Linked DNA regions of Hordeum vulgare: region 1 is linked to region 2. The links are chromatin contacts, called in public Hi-C maps. All regions are on one chromosome and are shown on one strand. The core of a region is the stretch at or near the end of the contact, and the rest is flanking DNA. Distances in the headings are between cores, read along the strand shown.

The links. A called contact is a pair of places that touch in the nucleus more often than the background predicts.
Region 1: a contact with region 2 is called in a Hi-C map of seedling, with 3 times the contacts expected there. The contact joins the promoter of LOC123448284 here to the promoter of LOC123448282 in region 2. A contact is called at or near these places in 3 of 6 Hi-C or Micro-C datasets (leaf and seedling).

Annotation. Positions count from the first base shown.
Region 1 is chr4H:164,226,091-164,232,235 of MorexV3_pseudomolecules_assembly, forward strand. It overlaps LOC123448284 (myb-related protein MYBAS1-like), which reads left to right and starts at 4,675. Exons shown (of 3, transcript XM_045125137.1): 1 at 4,675-4,967; 2 at 5,099-5,228; 3 at 5,313-6,052. The coding sequence starts at 4,847. The coding sequence ends at 5,778. It overlaps LOC123448285 (a long non-coding RNA gene), which reads right to left and starts at 4,269. Exons shown (of 2, transcript XR_006631649.1): 1 at 1,819-4,269.
Region 2 is chr4H:163,667,865-163,673,312 of MorexV3_pseudomolecules_assembly, forward strand. It overlaps LOC123448282 (ciliary rootlet coiled-coil protein 2), which reads right to left and starts at 3,036. Exons shown (of 18, transcript XM_045125132.1): 1 at 2,878-3,036; 2 at 2,454-2,517; 3 at 1,382-1,475; 4 at 1,194-1,302; 5 at 1,071-1,109; 6 at 458-541; 7 at 322-383. The coding sequence starts at 2,514.

The DNA of each region.
Region 1 (6,145 bases), core at 3,425-5,924, 560 kb after region 2:
TTCAGGCCATACCAAATGAAAAGCAATCGTGGATGGGTCTTGCTTGGCAAATGTTGGAGCGTGATACAACAAAAGTGCAACAAGTTTTGTTCCAGTCTTCAGAGCATCGAGACCCGTCCCGTCAGTGGCATTGGCATGGAAGACATGGTATGGCCAACTTGCTTGCTTATTTGATTGTCCTTTAGCTTGCTTGTCAACTTGTTCACTCGTCCATAAACTGTTGCTTGTCCATTTGTAGGTCCTCCAACCTTTGGAAGCATTCAAGATCCATTATGAGGGCAAGTCTTTCAACCTCACTCATTGTTGGATGATCATCAACGCCGGAGAAAAGTTCAAAGCGTAATACGCCACCATCAAGGCGCAGGGAGGGGGGGCAGGGGGCTGCAGCCGTTGAAGACCATGATGTGGGGGAGACGCCGCGGTCACAAGGGAATACCAACTCCAAGAAAGAGGACAAGCGCCACGCAGCGTCCCTTACCTTGCAAGCTACTTTGCAAGGCATGATTGCCAACAAGGATTCAATAGAAGAGAAGCACCGACAAGACAAGAAGGAGCAAATTAAGACCTTCATGAACATACAAAATAAGAAGCTCGCGTTGGAGGCGGAGAAGCAAGTGAAGATGCTAGAGATCGAGGCCACCAAAGCAGCCACAAGAGCAAAAGAATTCTGGCTCGCTTGCATGACGAAGGGAGTCGATCATGAAGGTGGACTTGAGCACGATCTCTCCTAGAAAGTGGTCTTGGTTCAAAAGATGCAGGAAGACATGCTCAACCTCAATGACAAGTGATCCATGACGTGGTATGCGGGCATGAAGACCACGAACGAGATGGCATAGTGAAACTACATCCTCATTTTGTGTGCTCTTGTGTGCCCGCCCGCTGGCAAGTGCGCTCAGCTCAAAAACTACGTTTTTTTAGCCTGGCATATGTATGCCAACCACTGGCGTAAACTCTTGACGCTGGCATGGCCGCTAGCATGATATATGGCCGTAGATCTTTTTTTACCTTTGAAAAATGTTTAGCACTGACGAAAAATGGATCGTACCGATCCATTTTCAATAAAGGATGGACACACCGATTCAAATGGATAAAAAAACAAACAAAACGGACGTCTGTTTGGGTCACAAGGTTGGAGTTGATCTAAATAGAAATGAGGAAGTAACAACAAACAAGGCTGGCATCTGGTCGGTGATAGACAGCCAACTCTGGGGCACATGCTCATCTACTATTCACCGTATAAAAGAACTATAGCTGGTGACACATATTGGACGGGCCTAATGACCATCCAGACCAACTGCACCGTTCTCTAGTACTAGTAGTAGCGATCCACATGTCAAGATCATGGCCACACGGCGATCTTCTTCCTTTCCGCTAATGGTGGCGTACGTCGACGATAAGATGACATCCACTAAGCCCTATGGCATGACAGGTGCACCCCGGTCGCGTCAATCCATAATCCCATCATGTGTCATTAAACCTCACGGCGCAGGCCAAAAAGCATATATCCTTAATTTTCCAACATCCAGTGGACGCTGCTTTTGCTCCTACTTTGAGCGGGGTGACACCAAATCACACGGAATTGGGTGGTGGGCTTTGGTTCCGTCGCCGTCGCCGTCGTCACCCCCACCCCCACCCCCACCCCCACCCCCACCCCCACATGCGAAATCAGGATAAAAAGAGTGGAAATTCAGCGGCCACGGGCATCCACATCATCACCGAGATCAGAGCACCACAAGCTCACATCATCCGTCGGAAGTCATGGTTTTTTCTACCATTTCACAGATAACCACTCCAGGTGTAAAATCTCTGAATACTTACAGTGCTTGTCACCATAATCTTTGAAATGAACTTGACGCATCCGTCGTCTCGTGGTTTGTGGTGGTCACCATCATCATAGGAAGAGAGTTATCTCCTGGCAACTGATGTACACCACAAGAAATGGAGAATTAAAACGAACCAAAAATCAATCTGCTCAAGCGAAAGCAAGAATATCCTAATCTAAGAACATTTCACCATCTTATCCTACCAAAGGCAATAACCCCTGCTACCCACTTTCTGGTCAATTTCACCACCCTGCAAGAATTCACATACCAAGTCATGGGCTATATATAAACCCATTATTGCATTTTACCAATTACTCCCTCCGTTAACAAATATAAGACGTTCTTACTTGTTTCTGAATCAGATGTATATAGACATGTTTTAGTGTGTTTGTTCACTCGTTCCAGTCTGTATGTACTCCATATTAAAACATCCAAAACATTTTGTATTTGTGAACGGAGGGAGTATTTGCTAAGCATAGCAATAAGACTTGATTTTTTTTGTTAGACTGCACTAGTGAGTTGGCAACGTACATGCGCCACAAGGTTCAGGTTGACACTGAGAAACACAAGAATTGATGGAAAACTTGTGCGGTGCAAAGAAAAGAACATGTGGTTCTCCGATTTCAATAGATAGAAACGCAAGCTTTGCTTTTTCTCGAAAACAAAATATGTAGGTGAACTTCAAGGTTATAGCCAAAATGTATTAAAGAAAAGGAGAAGAAACATAAGTGAGCCCAAGCATTTATTTTCAGAAGACATTTTAGCCTTCTTTCCAAAGGCCAAGGAGCATAATTTTTTTGGAAGGATCTCTCAAAAAAAATGAAAGGATTTTGAGACACATATATATATGAGAAAAGGACCTGACCTACGTGATGCATTCAATGGGCATAGGAAGAGGAACTACTAATTGTCACCACACTGATGATGACTGATCAGTGTTCCAATGAAGAAGCAAGCGAGAAGAGCTCAGATGCGAAAACAACTGCAGTGTATGGGGAGCCTTCAGAAGTAAAGATGCCCAAGATAAAAAGGTGTAGAGCACAAAGTGGACTGCAAGATTGACAGGTTGGTGGCCTCCACATCAGTGCTGCTTCCATGCCTTCCTGGCTTGCTCCTGGTCATGGAAAAATTGTATTTATCTTTTTGTGCTGAGGGAACCTCCAGAAAGAAACAAAAAAATAATTAATTCCATAGCAATGGAGAAGTTAGGCCATGAGGATAAAATACTGCTTATGACCCTACTGTCCACATACCTGCCTGACTTTTCTTAGCTACTGCCTCCATGAAGGCGGATGTAGTATACAGAAGTCAGCAAATGAGTGGAAATTGGGATCTACGCAAGATCGAGTATCTAGTTACATTTTGGTCATATTCAATAACCAAGGGCGTCTCAATATAGCACAGACGGCCTATGTATATGAACCAAATCCGACGAAAGGAATACCCAAGCATTTAAAAGGGAAACAACATCAGTATAGTGCATATCCACTACATAGCTCACTATAGTAGTCAGTATAGATGCACAAAAACTTGCTCTTATTGCGTATTGAGTGGCAAGTCGTGCAATCGCATACTTTGTGTTGGAGTTGTGTATAGCCCGAGATATTTTGTTGTGTGTGAGATAATGACTGAAAAGAAAGGAAAAGATAAAGTCCCCTATGCCAATGATAATGGCTGGCAGAAAGGAAACATGCTTTTCACATCCAGGAGAAATAAAATACGGAAGAATCGAGAGAAGATTATGTCAACCTACATATGTAGCCTGATTTGTGTAAAGATCGTAGACTAGCATATGTGGCCTGTGAGTCTTACGAGTCTACGAATATATGTCCCTAAAGCAAGTAGGGACACTCATGGACTAGCATAAAACAATTCTCAACAGACATACTTCACAGCTTATTATCTACTAAGAGTCTAAGAAGTAACCAAAATGAGAACATACTATTGAATTTTCCATAAACAACACACAGTATCGGGGGTTTTCTGATTCATAAAGATCTGTCAAGATCCATTTGTAAAATGCATGTGAACCATGTAGAAACAAAAATATTGAGGTGGTCCGTATCAGCATGCTCGAACTGCAGTATCCGGATGTAAAAGATTATAGGTTCCCAACGAAGTTCCTGTAAGAAACACGCACCCGCAACAGTCCAGTTCAGACTTCAAACTTGCCGTTTGTTTTGCCAAAGAATTTGATGCTAAAGCTAAGAGCATGAAATTATTGTATAGAAGTATAGAAAATGGAACCCAGAGTAATTATGTTTTCTCTTTCTACTTTTGAGAAACATAATAATACCTGCTCGTCGTGCCTTTGGACTAATTATTTAAATGAAGTGCATATATCTGTACATAAGAAAATGAGTACTAAAATATTTCAAATCAAGTAAAAGGGAAATAAGCATACACTTACTCAACAAATGGTTATGAAAATACATCACGTTTTACGGTTTGCTTCATTTATTTTGCATTTCAGTTAACAAAATTGCATGTCTTTGCCTTCACTTCAAAAGTAATTTTCGTAAATATGCCTACACACAAAATAATGAACCACAACTTACATGCACAGATTGCTCTACTTTTTGGGGGAACATGAGTGTGCTATTAATCAAAACTGGTGAAGTCAACTCATAGAGTAAACCGGCAAGAAACAAGAGTTAGATGCAATCCAAATCCAGTATATGTAGTACCATACCCTTCTGCAGTTTGTACCATAGAGCAAGAGACAAGGGAAGGCAATTTTAATCCAAGGACAACCTCATCGATGATTCTCTATATCAGGCCCACCACGCAAAGAGGCCCCACGAGAGCCTTCTTGTCCTGTCTATAAATGAGAGGCAAGAGCCATCAAACCAGTGCACAACTAAGACAAAGTGGCTTCCTTTCACTAATACCAACCTTCTTCCCATCAGGCTGGAGTTCATCAAGGATATAAGCCTGAAACTGGAGCCCACAAGCACACAGAGGAGGGAGAGCAACAAGGCAGGCTCCCAGCCCATCCAAGGTAGAAGCGAACAACGCTAGTGATGGTGACAGTGCAAGATGAGATGCGCAAGGGGCCATGGACAGAGCAGGAGGACCTGCAACTGGTATGCACTGTCCGCCTGTTCGGTGATCGCCGCTGGGATTTCGTTGCCAAAGTCTCAGGTTTGAGGGGTGGGAGACCTGCAAATTAGGTAGCCATTTTTGCAATCCTTGGCACAAAGATGCAAACAGCACGCAATATCATTATCTCTAACCAACTATCTTCATACATCACCTTATCTATGACCATGTAGGACTTAACAGGACAGGCAAAAGCTGCCGCCTCAGGTGGGTCAACTACCTCCACCCTGGCCTCAAGCATGGGCGCATGTCGCCGCAAGAGGAACACCTTATTATTGAGCTCCATGCTCGATGGGGTAACAGGTTTGGTCCAAAAGAAGATCTTACTAAAGCAGCCTTTTTTCATCTAAAACAGGTGAAACACACTAACATCCTCTCTATGTATAGGTGGTCTAGAATAGCACGCAGACTGCCAGGGCGTACGGACAATGAGATCAAGAACTACTGGAGGACACACATGAGGAAGAAAGCACAGGAGAGGAAGACAGACATGTCACCTTCTTCCTCCTCATCATCATTTACATACCAATCCTGCCTCCTTGAAACTGCACCAATAATCAGGATGGATGAAAGCAGCACTCATAATGGCACTACCTGCTTCTCAAGTGTACTTAAGAGCAACCAGAGTGTCATGGATGGATATTCTATGGACCAGATATGGAAGGAGATAGAGGCACCGGCCATGCTGCCCATTGATGATACATCATGCAGCAATCTCCCATCTCCTCTGCTGCCATTCACTATAGGAGATCACTACTGCCCTCCCGGGGTAATCTGGAAGATGGACAATGGTGATCTCAAAATGTTAGCTCCACAATTTGGTTATGGTAATGGAGAACGTTCCTGCTATTGAAGGTTCAAGCTGTCAGGATCGAGGTCAGGTTACTAAGATACATATATGTGCTTAACAGATTTCCACTACCTATGTAGCTATGTCTGCATAAACATGTATATGCTTGCCAGTAGCTATGTTTGCATTAGTATGGAGGGTGATCTAAATATTTACAAATCTACTGTAACATTGTAAATTTTCAGGTCTGCTTACGATGTGTGTGCCTATGTAGTGTGTAAAATAGCTTATGTCTCTTGCCCTTCACAGAATGGAATGCGAGAGCAATTTATCTGCATGATAAAGCAGTCAATCTCCAATGGTATTTTGGTAAAAATGTTAGACTGACACAAATGTGCATTATACACCATTTCACTATCGGAATTGTAAT
Region 2 (5,448 bases), core at 1,786-4,285:
TTAACTGCTAGCTTTTTTTTAATTAGGATGTGTTCCATAATGTGTGCAGTTGCAAGTCTGCCAATGCACCAGCCATCATTGATATCGGATGCTGGCCATTTTACAACCAACGAACTCACATCCAAAAAGAAAAACCCTGCAAGACCACCTATTTGCTAAGATCTTTAATATTGTAGATACCAGTCAGTTTCCATTATACTCTCCTCTGGGGAACTTAGTGAAACAACACATTAACATTTCATCTTCCTTTTTTAAACCAATTATATCTTAAATACCAGAGGACAATTGAAGACATGTGAAATAGGAAATGAGTAATAGTACCTTTCCTCAAAGGTAGCGCACACTTTTAACCCTGCTTCTTCTCGCTCCTTTGCTTTCTCACACTACCAATTTCAAATGTCATGTAAAGCATTATCTTTAGATGCAAAATTGACTTAATAAGTAAATCAAGAAGAACCTCCAACAATGAACCATCTCGTTCAGCAAATGCTTGAGCAACGCTGCTCTGGAAAAACCTCACTTGCTGCTCTAGCTCCTTGGTCTGCATTGTCATTGCAGGATAGAGGGTCATTTCCACAATAAGCTAGATTGCTTGTAAACAGAACTTTAGGAGGTTAAAGAATTAGTGACCTAAATTCCACAAAATATTAAGCATATGAGGCCTTTATTGTCTATTTCAATTTAACTGAAGTGAAATTAATGTTAAGCAAAAGCCCCAAAGGGTTCCTTCACTAAAAAAGACTAACCAAGACTCTGAATATGCCTATCATGCTTGAAATGGTACTTCACTTTCAGGCTGCAGATTTTGACTAAGCACAACTATTAGTGGATTTGTTTGGGGGCCCTTTGCTTAGTTGTGCACTGTCTGAATGATATGTGGGTTCTAGCTATAAGTGAGCATAGATATGTCATTCCATGTTCAAGCTCAAGGGACTGCACTCCCTGTACTGCTCGTACGTGGATGATGGAGAACAAGTATAAAATTATCTGCCAGTAAACATTGGTCAGCAGAAGTTACAACATTGTTGACAAAACAACAACAGTCAATTGTACAAGTCAAAGTATGAAACCTTTGATAGCTCAGCACCATATAAATCAGCAAGCTGGCTCTGAAATTTAATTAACGCACTCATTAGAAGAAAGAAAAAGAAATGCAGATAGAAACAATAGTACAGCAAGGAAGAGAAGCACACCTTAACTCGATAAGCCTCAGCAAGCTCCTCTTGCAAATTTTGGTTCTCTCTTAAGCATCCACTTAACTTCTTCTGAAGGATCTCAATATCCTGCTCCAGAGCTGTTGTCCTGGATAGTTAAAACAAAACATTGGTTTACTTCCGCTACAATGATAACGATGGAACATGGACAGAACATATAGTAGCACCTCTGAGAAAGCATTTGAGTTGCAACAGAAACATAACCCGGCCCAGCTTGTTGCATACATAATTGCTCGATATCTTTTCTCAGTTCATCACGTTCTGCCAAAGAATATTTCAATCAATAAGTGTGCACCTATCCCACCCAAAAAAGAAATAGAGAATGAAAACTAGAACTATTCCCAAAACAATAGTCTACATTAGCAGCTTTGAGAAAACAGAACATGGTGTTCTCTCCATTCAAAAGGACATCAATCTGAAGTATGAGAAAATAGGCACATTGATCTTCCATCGAAAATCTCTGATTACTAGTAACATCTGCCAATAGTTTCCACTTCCCAACATGTTATCCATGTACACATGGTATCCAAAGGAAGCAACACTGCTGCATACTGAAATACTCCTATGGCTGAACGAAGCTGTAGAAGGTTGGAAATATTATAAAGACTCATTAAATGTCTATCAGAAACAATGTATGTAACAGAATTAGCCAAGGACTTCAGCAGCTACTTCATGTATTTTCCCAATTTGTACAGCAAGCCACCGCTAACAAAGTGAACAAAATTTTAAAAATAACTAGTACATCCTTCGCAAAAAATATCTACTCAAATATGTGAGAATAGCTAAGTTATGACAGGGTACATATTATCAGGGAAGGAACTCTAGTGCATAGACTGGAGTTCCCCCTTGAATTTCCAATGGAGTACATATCGCTTTTATATCTTGAAGTGCATAGGCTAGAGTTCCCCCTTGAATTTCCAATGGAGTACATATCGCTTTATATCAGAGTATATATCACTTTTATATCTTGAAGTAATTACTGAAGGAAACCAGGAACTAGTACTATTCCCCCTTGAATTTCCAATGGAGTACCTCCATTCCAAAAAGGGGTAAGTGAGGGCACTGAATTGAACTACTTGCACAAAGAAAACAATGTAGCCAAACTAATCTGCAGGCCGAAGTGTTTTATCTAATGCAAACAACTTCAATTGGCACAGCAAACAAGCAGTATTTAGGGTTATCACCTAATGTATAAACAAATGAATGACAATCTTATATATGACAAATATGAGTGAGTACCCCGCTGGAGTTCTTCAACTCGACGAGTTAATACTTCACCATCGTATGGCTTCTCATCCATTTTCTACAGAAAAAATAGATAGAATAAGACTAATGTTCTTGAATAAAAATGCAAATGAATTGATATACTACATGCCATCATGTAAACATAAACATCAAAGCCGTGCAACGGAAGCCTCAAGTTCTGACCACAATAGTACTACCCCAGGCTTGCAACGAAGCAGGAGCGATCCCCTAGACCCGCTTCTTCCTACCAAAGAAGAAGTGGGAGAAAAAATGTGCTGCAGTACAGGGGACATGGACGGATTTCTCCCAAGATTTCGAACTGGGAATCGACACAATTGCTAAAACGCGGACGAAACCCTAGCCTGCTAATCCGGCCAAAAATTAGGCATAGGTTCGACTGGGATTCAGCAAAGCCTACCTTGAATCCACGCGGACTTATGTGCGGGTTCGTCTCCTCCAGGCAGTCGTCGAGAAGAGCGCCGCCGCTTCGCCGCCGGCTCCGAGGAGGACAAGACGAGGTTTCGAGAGATGTCCCAAATCCAGATGGTCGCTCCTCCTCGCAGGCTCTGTGGGTCCGAGCGGCTGTATGCTCTTCTTCACAGTATTCCACGTTTTTTTTTTAGGGTTCACACTACTCCACGTGTATGTTAATCTCTACTATTAAAGGAGGATCTGCCGTCGTGATGGTTCAACCTCGATCACCTTCCACGTACGATTGACACCCGCGCGTAAAACAGGCAGCCCACCCGGCGTTCGACGTGGCCCAGAAATCAGCCCAACGGAAAAAAAATCGCTAACACGAGCACACGTCTCCGCCTCCCCCACTCCCAACTCCCTCCCCATCCCGATCCCGATCCTCGCTGCCGCCGCCGGTTGTGCTTGTCGCCCCGTCACCTCTCCATCCGCCGCGCTCCTCTACACCGCGCCCTTCTCCAAGGTCAGTCGCGCCTCACGCCCCGTCGATTCTGCATGCGGCTGTCTGTACGGTGGCGGGGACTGACGAGTGTTTCTGTTGCGCGTGCAGAGCCTGGGCGGCGAAGGGTGCAGCCTGCTCCCGCACAGCCACTTCTGGATCGCCAGCCAGCGGGTCGTCGCGCTCGGCCGTGTCGGCCCCGCCGCAGGTACTCCCCCCCCCCTTTCGTTGCGCCCGCCTTGGTAGAGAGAGGGGGGAGAGAAAGAGAGAGAGGGGGAGAGAAAGAGATAAGAGAGAGGGAGGACCGGATAGCAGCGGGAGGAGGGAGGACCGGATAGCAGCGGGAGGAGGGAGGACCGGATAGCAGCGGGAGGAGGGAGGACCGGATAACAGCGGGAGGAGGGAGGACCGGATAGCAGCGGGAGGAGGGAGGACCCTTCCATGTGGCTGTCGTCGTTGCCATGCTCGGTCAGGAGGAGGAGGCCGCCTCCATCTGGCTGCCGTGGGCGTTGTGCCATGGCGACCGCGCGCGACGTCGAGGAGGTCGTCCAAAAGCTCGCCTCCGACCGCGTCAGGCCCCGCGATATGAGTACCCTGCTCCCTTCTCCTTTGCTCTGCCCCCAAATCTGCTCCGACGATGACCTCTGTGATGTGCCATGTTGCTGCTGCAGGAAGGGGTTAAGCTGCTGGGGACGTGGGGACGTGGCTGCAGGAAGGGGTTAAGCTGCTGGGGACGTTGCTGCAGGGCGACCGCGCTGTGACCTTCTGCCGCCTCCTCGCCCGCAATACCGTCAGGGCCAAACCAGCCCAACTCGCCTCCGGTACACCCACCTCCCACCTCTCGTACTCTGTTGCTTCTCATCGAGATTTGGTTCAATTTTTCTGCTGACTTGCATGGGCGAAATCCTTTCCTTTTTTTTCCTTACTTAACTAATGATCCAGCCCACGTATCTCTACTATTAAAGGAGGATCTGCCGTCGTGATGGTTCAACCTCGATCACCTTCCACGTACGATTGACACACGCGCGTAAAACAGGCAGCCCACCCGGCGTTCGACGTGGCCCAGAAATCAGCCCAACGGAAAAAAAAATCGCTAACACGAGCACACGTCTCCGCCTCCCCCACTCCCAACTCCCTCCCCATCCCGATCCCGATCCTCGCTGCCGCCGCCGGTTGTGCTCGTCGCTCCGTCACCTCTCCATCCGCCGCGCTCCTCTACACCGCGCCCTTCTCCAAGGTCAGCCGCGCCTCACGCCCCGTCGATTCTGCATGCGGCTGTCTGTACGGTGGCGGGGACTGACGAGTGTTTCTGTTGCGCGTGCAGAGCCTCGGCGGCGAAGGGTGCAGCATGCTCCCGCACAGCCACTTTGGGATCGCCAGCCAGTGGGTCGTCGCGCTCGGCTTCGTCGGCCCCACTGCAGGTACTCCCCCCCCTTCCGTTGCGCCCGCCTTGGTAGAGAGAGAGGGGGAGAGAAAGAGAGAGAGGGGGAGAGAAAGAGATAAGAGAGAGGGAGGAGCGGATAGCAGCGGGAGGAGGGAGGACCGGATAGCAGCGGGAGGAGGGAGGACCGGATAGCAGCGGGAGGAGGGAGGACCCCTCCATGTGGCTATCGTCGTTGCCGTGCTCGGTCAGGAGGAGGAGGCCGCCTCCATCTGGCTGCCGTGGGCGCTGTGCCATGGCGACCGCGCGCGACGTCGAGGAGGTCGTCCAAAAGCTCGCCTCCGACCGCGTCAGGCCCCGCGATGTGAGTACCCTGCTCCCTTCTCCTCTGCTCTGCCCCCAAATCTGCTCCGACGATGACCTCTGTGATGTGCCCTGCTGCTGCAGGAAGGGGTTAAGCTGCTGGGGACGTGGCTGCAGGGCGACCGCGCTGTGACCTTCTGCCGCCTCCTCGCCCGCAATACCGTCAGGGCCAAACCAGCCCAACTCGCCTCCGGTGCACCCACCTCCCACCTCTCGTACTCTGTTGCTTCTCATCGAGATTTGGTTCAGTTTTTCTGCTGACTTGCATGGGCGAAATCCTTTCCTTTTTTTTCTTACTTAACTAATGATCCAGCCCACGTATCTCTACTATT